Regions from separate parts of the Mus musculus genome. Here region 2 is linked to region 1. Evidence: chromatin contacts called from public HiChIP or PLAC-seq data. All regions are on one chromosome and are shown on one strand. The core of a region is the stretch at or near the end of the contact, and the rest is flanking DNA. Distances in the headings are between cores, read along the strand shown. Region 1 has its middle 65 kb from the start of Gm25138. Region 2 has its middle 96 kb from the start of Zfp330.

What was found. HiChIP or PLAC-seq counts read pairs in DNA pulled down with a chosen protein or histone mark.
Region 2: a contact with region 1 is called in a FOXA1 HiChIP or PLAC-seq map of pancreatic cancer cells. The contact joins two enhancer-like sites. A contact is called at or near these places in 3 of 484 Hi-C or Micro-C datasets (the AML12 cell line and uterus) and 1 of 115 datasets of contacts at active chromatin or transcription factors (pancreatic cancer cells).

What each region holds. Positions count from the first base shown.
Region 1 is chr8:82,470,652-82,478,326 of GRCm38.p6, forward strand. No RefSeq gene overlaps it. Among named protein-coding and RNA genes, the nearest start is that of Gm25138, 65 kb to the left of the region's middle. Within about 2 kb of position 2,855, at least 14 of the 459 cell types and tissues checked have an H3K27ac peak or open chromatin away from gene starts, as enhancers often do. A contact at or near this core is called in pancreatic cancer cells, where this site is marked.
Region 2 is chr8:82,674,401-82,682,075 of GRCm38.p6, forward strand. No RefSeq gene overlaps it. Among named protein-coding and RNA genes, the nearest start is that of Zfp330, 96 kb to the right of the region's middle. Within about 2 kb of position 3,546, at least 5 of the 459 cell types and tissues checked have an H3K27ac peak or open chromatin away from gene starts, as enhancers often do. A contact at or near this core is called in pancreatic cancer cells, where this site is marked.

The DNA.
Region 1 (7,675 bases), core at 1,605-4,104:
TTTATGTGGCTACAAAGAGGATGTCATATGAGGTTATAAACACTAAAGCACTTTGTAAACTCTAAGACACCAACTTAATGTTAATTATTATTGATAAAACTATTCACAAGTACACCTGTGATAACCATCTGTTTATACTGTGTTTTATGTCCTTTATGTTGATCTCATAAATAATGTTATTAATTCCAGTCATGATTCATGAAGTACTGAGATGTTTTTGTAGCAGGAAACTGTGTCTTCTCTGTCACATACATTTTCCTATTCAGCCTAAAAGAAGGGGACCACAGATGTCTTCTCTGCCCTGTTGTACTGGTAAAAATCAGTTACCATGTTTTTCTGACTATCATACAAAAGTAGTATTTGCACAAGATATGTCTTTCCATTTTCTTTTGTATTAATCAAAAGTCAAGCTGACTGTGTCACCTCTAGAAGGCCCTTTTCACACCATTTCACCTTTAATCACCAAACACAGATCTCTTTCACATGAGGGCTACAGTCATGAAACATAGTCAATCACATTACTACCAACCATGTTTAAGAACAGTATATTAAAAAGCTCACTTGGAGTGAAGTAACCCAATCACAAAGGAACTCGCACAATATGTACTCACTGATAAGTGGATAATAGCCCAGAAACTTAGGATACCCAAGATATAAGATACAACTTGCCAAACGCATGAAATTCAAGAAGAACGAAGACCAAAGTGTGGACACTTTACCCTTTCTTAGAAATGGGAAAAAAACACCCATAGAAGGAGTTACAGAGACAAAATTTGGAGCTGTGACGAAAGGATGGACCATCTAGTGACTGCCATATGCAGGGATCCATCCCATAATCAGCTTCCAAATGCTGACACCATTGCATACACTAGCAAGATTTCGCTGAAAGGACCCAGTTATAGCTCTCTCTTGTGAGACTATGCCGGGGCCTAGCAAACACAGAAGTGGATGATCACAGTCAGCTATTGGATGGGTCACACAGCCCCTAATGGAGGAGCTAGAGAAATTACCCAAGGAGCTATAGGGAACTTCAACCCTATAGGTGGAACAACAATATGAACTAACCAGTACCCGGGAGCTCTTGTCTTTAGCTGCATATGTATCAAAAGATGGCCTAGTCGGCCATCACTGCAAAGAGAGGCCCATTGGACTTGCAAACTTTATATGCCCCAGTACAGGGGAACGCCAGGGCCAAAAAGGGGGAGTGGGTGGGTAGGGGATTGGGGGGGTGGGTATGGGGGACCTTTGGGATAGCATTGAAAATGTAAATGAGGAAAATACCTAATAAAAAAAAACTCACTTGGTTTTTGATGCTCCTCTTATCTCTAGCACCTGGTTATCTCTAGCCAACATTTCTTGGCCCAACCCCTTGCATTAAGTATAGATGAGGAAGAGTTTACACTGTATAGCAGAATAGGCTATGGAGTTTTCAAGTGATTTTTCTGAAATTTGTTTGAATCTGAAATTAAAATCTAATTTTAATGATGGTTATTTTCATTAAAAAAAATAACCTATGCACTGAGTTTTATCTTTTGTCCCCTTTAAGGTAAACAACTTATTCTGAATATCCTTTTAATGGTATATTATCAGGATGTATTCCCCCCATATAACCATCAAATTTTACACACCGCACCTTGGTTGATAAATCACTTCATCCCATGCTAAGCTCAGAAGATTCTCTAAGTCCTTTCTGGAACCTTCTACATGCCTCAATCCCAGCAAGACAGCTGGAGCTAAATAGAATGTCTGTCAAATCTACAAATATCTTCCAGAATATTTTTATTCAGTAACTAGTGAATTTTATGCTGAGGTTGTTTTTAGGATATAATATGCATTTGACCACGCAGGTAGACCAACAACTTCTCAGCTCCAGTATTGTAGTCCTCGAGAAAAAGAAAAGAAAAACCACAGGAAAAAAAGGAGATTAATTTTCTATATTCTATTATATTTTGTTTCTCAAAATGTGAACAGGAAACTACAGCACTAGATACTTAATACTAGCCAGTTTTTCTGTTTGATGTTGGTACATGGTAGTATGCACTTGTGACCTCACAGCTGGGTCAGCAGAGACAGGCAATTCTAAGGAACTCATTAAGCAGTCAGCTGAGCCTACGTGGACAGTTCCTGGCCAATGGGAGACAAGAAAAAAGAAAAGAAAAGAAAAGAAAAGAAAAGAAAAGAAAAGAAAAGAAAAGAAAAGAAAAGAAAAGAAAAGAAAAGAAAAGGAAAAGAGAAGAGAAGAGAAGAGAAGAGAAGAGAAGAGAAAAGAAAAGAAAAGAAAAGAAAAGAAAAGAAAAGAAAAGAAAAGTGATGGAAGGTGATATGTGGACACACACTCATACACACACACAAACACACACTAATTTGAAGGCAAGAAATGTTGGAGACAAGTGAAATCTTACTAGACTCAGTGGTAAAATGTTTTTCTTTCATGTGTGAGACCCTTACTGGAGACACATAACTACAAAAAAATAATTTTTTTTAATTGAAGTCTGCCAGGTGACTTAGAGAAATTCAATTCTATCCCTGCAAATTGCATTAGAAGACCTTGGGTGGGGAGCAATATGAGGCAGACAGCTGGTAACAGTAAAATCACTGTTACTGTTTAGATCAGATGATATGTGGAGACAAAGGAGGCCTGGTTTTGTTTTGTTTTGTTTTGTTCTGTTTTGTTTTGTTTGGGGGAGGGTGGTGCTGGAGTTGGAATTCAAGGTCTCATGTAGGATTGCCACACACTGCCACTGAGACACACAGAGGCCACAGAAGCTTTTTGGAACTTCAGCTCCTTTGGAACCTTGGCTTACCCTGTGAGTGAACCAGACAAGCACTCCCCATTCCTGTGGCCTGTGAGCTCTTTACCCAGAACACTCATAATGTCAATAATAAGCGTCAGGTGTGTCGTGAAGCCACAGGGCCCAAAGAGCTTAACTTTCAAGCAATTCAATGTCTTCTCAATGGACTGAAGAAGCCTGACTATTCTTTGTTTTTAGAGTCTTGTCAAGCAGGAGGAGATCAAGTGATGCCTTTAAAAACTCCTGATAGCCCAAGAAAGACAGTTAAAGCAACATCTTGCTGATATGTCTTTCCTATCAATATCTTTCCTGTTATGTTACCTTTCCTTACAAATCAAGCTACAATTTCCCATAAACTGAACTGTAACTCAGGAATCCAGCAATATTCTGGACTCTCATATATCATCAACTATCTCAAATAACAGCATGCCAGAATGAGACAGAGTAGAATCCAGCTTACACTTTTGGCTGTTATATTGACTTTGCTACGACAGTGGCAGAAGCATAGAATTTCTTTTGTTTCCTTAAACAGCCAGGCTGTTGAAAGTACCCAAGGGGGAAGTAGCAATATTCTGACTATATCATCTCCTTGAAATTCCAGCTGAAGTAGATTATAGTCACAAAAAGATTTTATTGTTTAGTCCCTAAAGGTTTTGTTTTAAACAACTATTCATTTACTCCATTGCAAAAATATATTTAAGTTAGGTTTAGAGAGCCTATTTGAGTGACTATCAGATATTTAATAAAACAAGTATATGAAGCTTCATTTGTAGTCCTCCACCAAGAGCTAAACACCTTGAGCCAGAGCAGTGTTGGTTTTGTTTTTCAGGGCCAAGATTGCTCAGCATCTTTCATGTATGAAGCATGATGACTCAGCATGACCCCAGCCCCAAGTTCTGAAGTTGTACATATCAGATATCTGGATATCTAGATACCCAGAACCTCATTCAGCCCGAACGGTAACCCTGTGAGGGCTGTCCCCATTCCATCCCGTTTCCTTCCCTCTCCATCTAAGTGTGCATCCTGCAGGTTTCAGTCACCAGCAGGTGTGTTTCCTCCCCTGTAACTTAAAGTTTTCAAGAGATGCTGAAGCCATGGGACGTCTTACAAATTGTCCCGTGAGATGCCGTTCTAAAACACATGTGATTTGCTCTAGTGAGCTGAGCTGTCCCCTCCTTCTTGTCTCACTCTGACCCACTCCTAAAGTTTTTTTCTCTAGTTCCCACATAAAGACTAGCACAGGTCTGAGTCAGCCTCTGCAAAAGCTGGAGGAAAATGTCCTCATTTTAGAAGACAAAACCAAGAATTCTGTATTAGTTAGGGTTTTACTGCTGTGAACAGACACCATGACCAAGGCAAGTCTTATAAAAAACAACATTTAACTGGGGCTGGCTTACAGGTTCAGAGGTTCAGTCCATTATCATCAAGGTGGGAGCATCGCAGTGTCCAGACAAGCATGGTGCAGGAGGAGCTGAGAGTTCTTTTTTTTTTCATTTTTTATTAGGTATTTAGCTCATTTACATTTCCAATGCTATACCAAAAGTCCCCCATACCCACCCACCCCCACTCCCCTACCCACCCACTCCCCCTTTTAGGCCCTGGCGTTCCCCTATACTGGGGCATATAAAGTTTGCGTGTCCAATGCCAACTGGTAAGAAGGACACATGCTCCACTATGTTCATAACAGCCTTATTTATAATAGCCAGAAGCTGGAAAGAACCCAGATGCCCCTCAACAGAGGGATGGATACAGAAAATGTGGTACATCTACACAATGGAGTACTACTCAGCTATTAAAAAGAATGAATTTATGAAATTCCTAACCAAATGGATGGACCTGGAGGGCATCATCCTGAGTGACGTAACACATTCACAAAGGAACTCACACAATATGTACTCACTGATAAGTGGATATTAGCCCAAAACCTAGGATACCCAAGATATAAGATACAATTTCCTAAACACATGAAACTCAAGAAAAATGAAGACTGAAGTGTGGACACTATGCCCATCCTTAGATTTGGGAACAAAACACCCATGGAAGGAGTTACAGAGACAAAGTTTGGAGCTGAGATGAAAGGATGGACCATGTAGAGACTGCCATATCCAGGGATCCACCCCATAAACAGCATCCAAATGCTGACACCATCGCATACACTAGCAAGATTTTATCGAAAGGACCCAGATGTAGCTGTCTCTTGTGAGACTATGCCGGGGCCTAGCAAACACAGAAGTGGATGCTCACAGTCAGCTAATGGATGGATCACAGGGCTCCCAATGGAGGAGCTAGAGAAAGTAGCCAAGGAGCTAAAGGGATCTGCAACCCTATAGGTGAAACAACATTATGAACTAACCAGTACCCCGGAGCTCTTGACTCTAGCTGCATATGTATCAAAAGATGGCCTAGTCGGCCATCACTGGAAACAGAGGCCCATTGGAGCTGAGAGTTCTAAGTTTTCAGCCAAAGGCTGCTAGTAGAAGACTGACTTCCAGGCAACTAGGGTGAGGATCTTAAGCCCACACCCACAGTGACACACCTACTCCAACCAGATCACACCTATTCCAACAAGGCCATGCCTCCAAATGGTGCTACTCCCTGGTCCAAGAACATACAAACCATCACAGTTTAGCAAAGTTAAAGTGCTTCTCTGTGTAGCATTGCCCATACAACAGATCCGCTATTAGTTTAATGTAGAGGACTTGGTTATTAAGTGCACATCTTTCATTTTGTTAAAGAACAAAAAGGTCTGTCTGACATTCAACAATACACTCCCTAGCTCTCACCTTTGGCAGGCCACCTGCACAGACATCTCATCTCTAAACAAAATGTAAAAATATCATCTGGAAAACAAATAGTATCCAAGTAATGCATGATCCAAATCAATTTCAAAAATAAACCTTAAATCTGGGCAAAGCAAGCTGGTAGAATTTAAAATGGAGGTGACTATTCTATAAATTCAAGAAAGTGGTGCTCTTAATTCATGTTTTACCACAACAATGGCCTATACTGGAAATAGTATTTAATCAATGTGTGAGTCCAGCACACACTAGGGTGGCCTAAACTTGCATTTCTTTCTTCCTCCTCATGCTCTGAATCATTTATGAGGAATTGAGGAATTATTTCTCCCAATCACCCACTAAAATAGCACAACTTTCCTCCTGTATGTGTGTGTGTGTGTGTGTGTGTCTGTGTGTCTGTGTGTGTGTGTGTGTGTCTGTGTGTCTGTGTGTGTGTCTGTGTGTGTCTGTGTGTCTGTGTGTGTGTCTGTGTCTCTAAGTGTGTGTGTCTCTGAGTGTGTGTCTATGACTCTGGGTGTGTTTTGTGTGTTTGTGTCTTTGTGCATGTGTGTGTGCCTGTGCATGCGTGCGTGTGTATGTGTGTGTGTGTGTGTGTTTCTGTGTCTTTGTTCCTGAGTGTGTGTTTTGAGTGTGAAGCACTGGAGACTGAATCAAAGGCCTTTGTGGATGCTGAGCAAGGGCTCTCCTACTAAGCCTCCATAAGGGGGCTCCTTTAAGTAAAGTAGCCTGGGCTTCTCTCCATGAGACTCAGACTTGACATACTTGAAAATAATACATTTTTAAAAGCTCCAGAAAAGATTGGAGGATGTGGGTACATGCATTCTGTCAAGGAAAACAAACACTTCAAAGAATGAAGCATAAATCTCCGGTGTTACCATCTAATCCAAGTCCTAGGCTTGTGCCCTGGAGCTTGACTCCACTTTGAAACGGAGCTGAGCTATTTCTGGGCTTGAGGTTTTAATAAATCTTTTACTAGCGGGGGTGAAGGAGAAGCTGTAGGAATAAGTTAAAGTGAGACAAGGAAGGAGAGAGCTAAGTTAAGACTGGCAATCCACCTGCGGGTCTTAGAGTTGACTCCTACTGGGGATGCTGTGTTAAGTCTTCCGCCAGGAGCCTGCTAACCTATGGCATTGTGGCAGCCTGCTCAAGACAGACTTCAGAGAGCAGAGGGATTAGAGAAAGTGGATGCAGGTTAAAGGTCAAGCTAGTGCTTCATCGGAGACTTGTTTAGGTTTTGCTTGGCTGACACTTTTATCTGCTTTAAATATTTATTTAAAGAACCCCTTCTTTGTACAGCTCAACCAGACCATTCTATGTCTGATCATGTCCTTGCCTGGACCAGGCACTAATGGTCTTCAGTCTCCTATTCTACTCTCCTCTTTCATATGTCACTCATGTGGAGCTGGCAAGACCATACATTTGAAAATGCTATGTGAGAATCTCTGACCATCGTGGAATTGCCCTGTCTAAATAACCTGGCTGTGCTTTGAGATGTCATCTTTTTATTTTTACCTATAACCATATTTGAAAGACAAAGTCATTACCATGGTGGATGAACAGGATCTTGTTTGAGAAATGTTATGCTGTGAGAATTGTGTTCTCCCAAAACTCCTTTGGCATGGAGATAATTGTGTTCCTTAACTCCAAGACAACTTATAATGTAACTAGCTAAAGTGGCATTTAAAGAGACTGGGGGAGGGGGACATGGCAGAATTAGATAAAGGTCAAGGGCTTGTAAACGGATTCTAAAAACGGACGAGAGGGTGTGAGCTTTGTGCTGTGACTAATACGAGGGTGATTTATTAAATGCTCAAGTCCAGCAATAGCTCAGCTGAGGGTCAAGGTGGAATCAGGTTTCAGGGCACAACTCTAGTGCGTGGATTAGATGTAAACACTGCAGATTTATGGTTTGGTCTCTGAAATGTTTGTTTTTCTTGCCTCAGAGGTGCTCCAGGAAGATGACCCTGTCTTGATTTAGCTTTGGAATTCTCAAGAGCTTTAACTGTAGGAGTCTGATTCTCACAAATTTTTTGGAGTGAGATGACTTTAAGCTGCAAACGTATTAATCAAATTCCTAATATAACA
Region 2 (7,675 bases), core at 2,296-4,795, 200 kb after region 1:
AGTTCAAACATCATTGATCTCTAAAATGTGAAAACAGACTCTAGAGAAAGGCTGAAATTAAGAAACAAAACTGCTAAATTCTCATTATTCATGACATGGACCCTAGAGTGAAAACACATCATGTGCAGAAAAAAAACCTATGAAATTCTCACCAGCTATAGAGTAGCACTTTGGCCATGTGAGTAAGGAGGAATTGTTATCACTGGTGTCTGAGTGAGAGGAGAAACTGGTTTCCTAGCCTGTTTCCATTGTAGTGTGTCAAGTACACATATAAATAATTCTCTCAAAAAAATGCTACTGATGCTCTCATAAGTTTCCAGTGACCTTCTAGAACATTATAGAGTAACCCTCTGGCACTGTATTCAGAACTTAGTGTGTTGGATTTTGCATCATTATGACAGAATACCTCTGTTCCACCTGGGGCACAGCCAGCAAGGTGAGCTGTACAGTATCCCCTTGAAGTGGAAGCTTAAGGGTTCTTTGGAAAGTCAGTTCAATGGTGTTTTGCTGAAAGACTGTGAAGGAATATTCTATTAAAGAGGACACAGGTGAAAGGCTAAGGCAGACACATGAAGGAACGTTTTGCTGAAGCAGACACAGGAGAGAGGATGTTCTGCTAAAGCAAGCACATGGAAGGACACATGATAAAAGGATTCTTTGCTAACAACACACATGTGCCTTACATTGCATAGTTGAGCTGCATTTATCAGGACTCCATAGAGAGAAATGGACCAAAACACTTCTAGTGGTGTCCTGAAGTTTCTTACCATTTCCATGGACTTTGGCTGATTGGATGCATGTGCTGAGGCAAGACATGTGTTGAGTCAAGGCACATGGACAACACGTGATATTTGAAGGGTGTAAATAGCACTCCACAGAGTGATGGAGAGAGTGGTTGGCCTGCTGGTACAGCTAGTTGTTCATTGCTTCTTGGTCTTGAGTCTTCGCTGATCTTCACTTCCCTGAGAGAGACACAGCTGAGAACTCTTGGTGTTCTTATTGGCCCTGGTTCCTCCCATTGATTCATGCTGAGGTTGAGGCCTGTCTGTCTCTACTAGGTCACGTCACTGCTGCTGATTGGTGTTCACTATCCCAACTCTACTGAACTGGACTGCTAGTGTATCCATGAGTTATTTTCAGGTGGATCAAGCTGCCACTTCCTGCTAACCTATGAACTGAACTGCTGATTTCCAGACAACACAGATGAGAATTACTCCAAAGAACCTTTCTAAGCAGCTCCAATTCCCCCGTATCGTTTTGTTTCCACTATCTCTGATGGGTGGTAGGCTACAAGGGAGGTTAAAGCATTTCAGAACCATCATAGTGACAGACAAGTAGACCAATGGAACAGAATTGAAGACCCAGAGATGAATCCACACACCTATGGTCACTTGATCTTTGACAAGGGAGCTAAAACCATCCAGTGGAAAAAGGACAGCATTTTCAACAAATGGTGCTGGCACAACTGGCGGTTATCATGTAGATGAATGCGAATTGATCCATTTCTATCTCCTTGTACTAAGGTCAAATCTAAGTGGATTAAGGAACTCCACATAAAACCAGAGACACTGAAACTTATAGAGGAGAAAGTAGGGAAAAGCCTCAAAGATATGGGTACAGGGGGAAAATTCCTGAATAGAACAGCAATGGCTTGTGCTGTAAGATCAAGAATCGATAAATGGGACCTCATAAAATTGCAAAGCTTCTGCAAAGCAAAAGACACCGTCAATAAGACAAAAAGGCCACCAACAGATTGGGAAAGGATCTTTACCTATCCCAAATCAGATAAGGGACTAATACCCAATATATATAAAGAACTCAAGAAGGTGGACTCCAGAAAATCAAATAACCCCATTAAAAATGGGGCTCAGAGCTGAACAAAGAATTCTCACCTGAGGAATACTGAATGGCAGAGAAGCACCTGAAAAAATGTTCAACATCCTTAATCATCAGGGAAATGCAAATCAAAACAACCCTGAGATTCCACCTCACACCAGTCAGAATGGCTAAGATCAAAAACTCAGGTGACAGCAGATGCTGGCGAGGATGAGGAGAAAGGGGAACACTCCTCCATTGTTGGTGGGATTGCAAGCTTGTACAACCACTCTGGAAATCAGTCTGGTGGTTCCTCAGAAAATTGGACATAGTACTACCAGAGGATCCCGCAATACCTCTCCTGGGCATCCAGAAGATGTCCCAACCGGTAAGAAGAACACATGCTCCACTATGTTCATAGCAGCCTTGTTTATAATAGCCAGAAGCTGAAAAGAACCCAGATGCCCCTCAACAGAGGAATGGATACAGAAAATGTGGTACATTTACACAATGGAATACTACTCAGCTATTAAAAAAATGAATTTATGAAATTCTTAGGCAAATGGATGGACCTGGAGGGTATCATCCTGAGTGAGGTAACCCAATCACAAAGGAACCCGCACAATATGTACTCACTGATAAGTGGATATTAGTCCAAAAACTTAGGATACCCAAGATATAAGATACAACTTGCCAAACGCATGAAATTCAAGATGAATGAAAACCAAAGTGTGGACACTTTGCCCTTTCTTAGAAATGGGAACAAAACACCCATGGAAAGAGTTACAGAGACAAAATTTGGAGCTGTGACAAAAGGATGAACCATCTAGTGATTGCCATATCCAGGGATCCATCCCATAATCAGCTTCCAAATGCTGACACCATTGCATACACTAGCAAGATTTTGCTGAAAGGACCCAGATATAGCTCTCTCTTGTGAGACTATGCCGGGGCCTAGCAAACACAGAAGTGGATGATCACAGTCAGCTATTGGACAGGTCACACGGCCCCCAATGGAGGAGCTAGAGAAATTACCCAAGGAGCTAAAGGGAACTGCAACCCTATAGGTGGAACAACAATATGAACTAACCAGTACCCTGGAGCTCTTGTCTCTAGCTGCATATGTATCAAAAGATGGCCTAGTCAGCCATCACTGCAAAAGAGGCCCATTGGACTTGCAAACTTTATATGCCCCAGTACAGGGGAACGCCAGGGCCAAAAAGGGGGAGTGGGTGGGTAGGGGATGGGGGGGTGGGGATGGGGGACCTTTGGGATAGCATTGAAAATGTAAACGAGGAAAATACCTAATAAAAATAAAGAACCATCATTAAAAATAAAGTTTGAAAAAATTAAAGTTACAATCCCTTGACCTTCATCTTCCGGCCCATGGCTCTTGATGCTTTTCCCAGGAGGCCTGTGTAGACTTTCAGGAACATCCAGTGTAGACTTTCCTCCCCATCAATCCCCTGCCAGTCTGGCCCACCTGGGGTATAAGCAACAGAGGTGAGCTGTGTGCTGCCTCTTGACAACCATCATCTGGCCCATGGTTCTCCCTGCCTTCCCAAGAAGTCTTGCGGGGCCCCAAGAACATCCAACTTAGAGAAAAACAAACTAAAGAACTAAGAATGTATTTTGACTCATAGTCTCAGATGGTCACGGGGATTCCTGTGGGTGGGAAAAGAAGCATAGCAGAAGAAACATGCTCACCTCAAGGACACCAGGAAGGGGTGGGGCTGCACAATACACACACTTGTCTGAACGCAAGCAAATGGAGTTTAATAATAGCAGAGATGGCTGCTCTCCAAGCTCAGTGCAAGCTGCAGTGCATTATGGAATGATTCAGCCTCACAGAGACAAAGAATCACCCACATAATTGAATAAATGCATATTACATAGTAAAGTGTCTTATCAAAGCCTGAACATGTTATATCACAAAAGATTTGTGCAATTTGCTAAGAATAAGCAGATTTAGTGAAGATGGATCTTTCATTTGACTTTTATTGACAATCAAGTAAGTTGAACATGTTCTAGTTTTATGATCAAATACAGGTTTGCTCCAGCATTATAAAAGAACAAAATGCTTTTGCCTATTGACCTGTAAGAGAGGTATAAAGAACCAAACAGGCTAGAACACAAATGAAAAGAAAATCCACACAGACAAGAATCCAACCCAGATACCACTGAAGAATTGTCTCTAGACCATACCAAAATGTACCAACAGTCTTACAGTTAACAGGTCCCTACCAATCTCAATATGGTGCCCTTCTAATCTAAAGGTTAGATTCAAGTAGTACTCATTGAGCTGACCAAACTTCAGACTCTGGGCTTTGGTGCTTTCCATCAGCTCTTGTAAGGCTTGTAAGTGGGTAATTTATCACTTGCAAATGAAGAAGGCTGTCTTCCAGGAAAGAAGAATGCAGATAATACAGGGCCTGACCTGTAGCACTATGCCCAAACATCATTGTTCAATGTTTGAACCTTTCCTCTCAACTCCAAAGTTCTGCATAAGGGGCTAGAGAGAGGGCTCACTGGGTAAAGGCACTTGCCAGAGTTTGATCCTTAGAACATAAGTGACGGGAAGAAGGAACTAGCTCCTGTAAGTTGTCCTCTGACCTCCACCAGTGCACAGTGCTACACCCACACATAGAATAAACACATGAGAAAAAAATCAATAAATTCTTAATAAAAGATTGGTCAAGGGACAGTGGCTTATGTTTATGTAAATTCACCAATTACTTACTAAGCTCTCAGTGTATGCCATGCTATGGGGCTCTGGGGACTAAAGAAATAGCTTAAGCATAACAGATGTGACATTATTCATCAGCACATATTATAAATATGGTTGGCTTGAATCAATATAACCACACTGGCAGGCAGCCCAGTAACTCCCTCTGGAGAATTCTCTTTTACTCATCCTAAACTATACAAACAACCCAGAGACTCACCTATTTAAACAAGACATTTATCCTACGTATTAAGTGTCTTGCAGGGAGAAATACTGGACTATGTAATCAAACCACCTACATCTGCTGATCATCAAGGCTATGCATTCCAGTGGGCACCTAATACTACTTTATGCCAATGGTGCCAGGTTCCTGTGTAGCACATGAGTGACACACACACCTAGTTTTCAACATGATAGGTTGTAGGCATACTCCAATATTTCTGAAAATATACATTGTCAAGGAAAATTGAAACCATAAACGCCTTCTGTGTGCTAGAATGTGTCCTTTTACAACTGGGAAACCTTAGGTTGTCTTCTATTGTTTGGGTCTAGGGTTGCAACAAAGGTCTACAAAGAGTTGGTAGCTACCATTTGCCCGCATTGTCCCATGAGCTAAAGATCATTTTTAAATTTTTAAATGATTTTTAAAACCTCTCCGGTGTTTAGAGTATAGCTCATTTAGTGGGAGATACAGTTAGCATACATGCAGCCCAAGATTCAGCCCTAGTATGAAAAATAAAAAAGGAAGAAAAGATAAAGAAATCAAATGAAGAAGGCATTGTCGGGTATGAAAATTATATGAACTTTAAATTCTGGTACCCAAAAAGGCTTGTTATATTATTATTTTTCACTTGAGAGTGGTATATAACTGAGACAGTATACACAGACAGTGGGAGCTAGTGGACTATGATATAGGAAGAGACCCCTCATCTTGTGATCTAGTTTCTCATTCGTAAGAGTCAAGAAACTTGAAATTTCCTACAGGTATTATGTGTATTTTCCTGAAGACTTCTCAAAAGACGATGCTAAGAACAACAAATCAATTGTACCTACTTAGAACTAGAATGTTTGTGACCTTGAATTTCACAATTATACTGTGCTTCCATCTGTGATCTAAACAATGTGCCATACTCCTACCAAAAAAATAAACCTTATAATTTCATTTATAAAAGGAAATTCCTTAAGAAAAACAAATAATTCAACTTGCCTGCTTTATTTAATTTTCAAATTTTACTTAAATATATAAACTTGGCTTAATCTTTAACCTTTGTCATAAATTATGTCTTTTGGAAAATTTAACACGGAAAGCCAGGATTAAATACGTCATTGTAAAGATAACTAAGCATACTGTCACCCACATCATGATCCCATGTTTCCCTGAACATTTTTTCTCTAAAATGCCCATGCTTTCCAGTGTGTTTCCTTCTGATCTTAATCAACTCCTGCCTCATCTAGAAATTAATTTCTGCAGCATAGTCAAGATTCTTGCCTTACCAGAGCAGAAGTCTCCAAGGCTCCATTAGGAGACACACCAGGCTGCTGACAGCATTGCTGGGGTAGATCTCCCCAGTAACACTGAAAAACTAATTCTAGGATAGCAAACATGTCAGAGCAAGCATGTCTATTGAGTTACCAGGACAGAGACTGCAAAGCCTTCAAACATAAAGTATTGTCCATCTGGACCTTTGTAGAAGAAAGTTTGCTGACTAATATAAGGATTCCATTTCTTCCCTTTCAAAAGGATCCAGGACCACTTATCCAAATGGGATTCTTCTTGAAATTCCTGAAAATCTAAAAAAATGTAGAGATTTGGTAGCCAAAGACATCACAGGCAGAGTAGACACTCTACCCTCGGCAGTAGTCCAAATGACCCTCACATTTACAAGCAAGAGTGACTGTACAAGCCTCAAAGGCACTCTAAGCAAGAGAGTGCCCTCTTAGAAAATAGTGTGGATCTCTTTATAGGTCCCTGGGACTCCTCATACCAAAACATGAAACTCTAACAAATGTAGGTAAGTGATACCAGAAAGGGCCCCAACTTACCTCAGAAGAACCAGTCAGCAGGAGAAACCTTGATGATACTTCATTTAATACGATTTTTAAGTAATAAACAAAAAGACTGAAAGAGAGCCATATGTCATTCATAAAATAAATCATTAGGTCTTGCCACTGATGCTCAGAAAATCCCAGTTGAAATAAGTGCTTCTCATTGAATCACTCTTTGTACATATAGAAATTACTATTGCAAAATGCTGAGACACTAGCATTTTAAGGATTGAAGAACAGAGGAAAATCAATGTCCTTGCAGTTTTTGCTTGCTCATTTTGAAGAACCTCTAGAGCAAACTCAAGGTAAAAATCTCTCTGTTAGGAGACTATCAATGGCCAGGTCTTATGCAAGATCCAAAGAGACCACTGAAGCTCCAACCTCAATGGATGGCCTTAGATCAGTGGGGCTTGGGAATGTCCATGTGAAACCACTGCAGGACAGTGGAGGTGGAAATCTGAGGTGATGTGCATCAGATCACCAAGGTCTTTCTGAGCATACTCAGCAGATCACCAAGGTCTTTCTGAATACAGTCGAAGTAGGAGGAAGACTGCAAACAGAGAAGCATCAGTGGGAGATGGTGGAAATAATCTACGCAGGACGTGAGGCTGGCTAAGGTACTGGTGATGGAGAAGTGGAATGAGCAGGAACTTGATATGGTCCAAGTAAAAGTAGGAAATCAAGAGGACCCCTAATATCTCTCCTCTGCATGACAGAGAGCATGGAAAACCCAAGTGTGCACTGGAGAAGACTTGAGCAAAGCAGATTTAAGAGATTCGGATTTTTATTTGGGGCATACTGTGTGAGATGAGATGCTTGCCAGATACACATAATGGATCTGAAAATATGCAGGTCTTGCTTCCAAGCCTGGGCATCAGGGAGGAATTTCACCCAGAATATATGGATTTGGCTAATTCTTACAAATATGACATGAACCTTTGAGACCAGAACAGGTTATCAAAGGAGTGAACACGGATCAGAAGGAGGGAGGGCCACCTTTCTGTGGACCAGGTTCTCTCCCAGAACATCTTGAAGAAACAAAAACACATCACAATCTACCAGTACAGTGATGTCATCCATCAGCTGTTT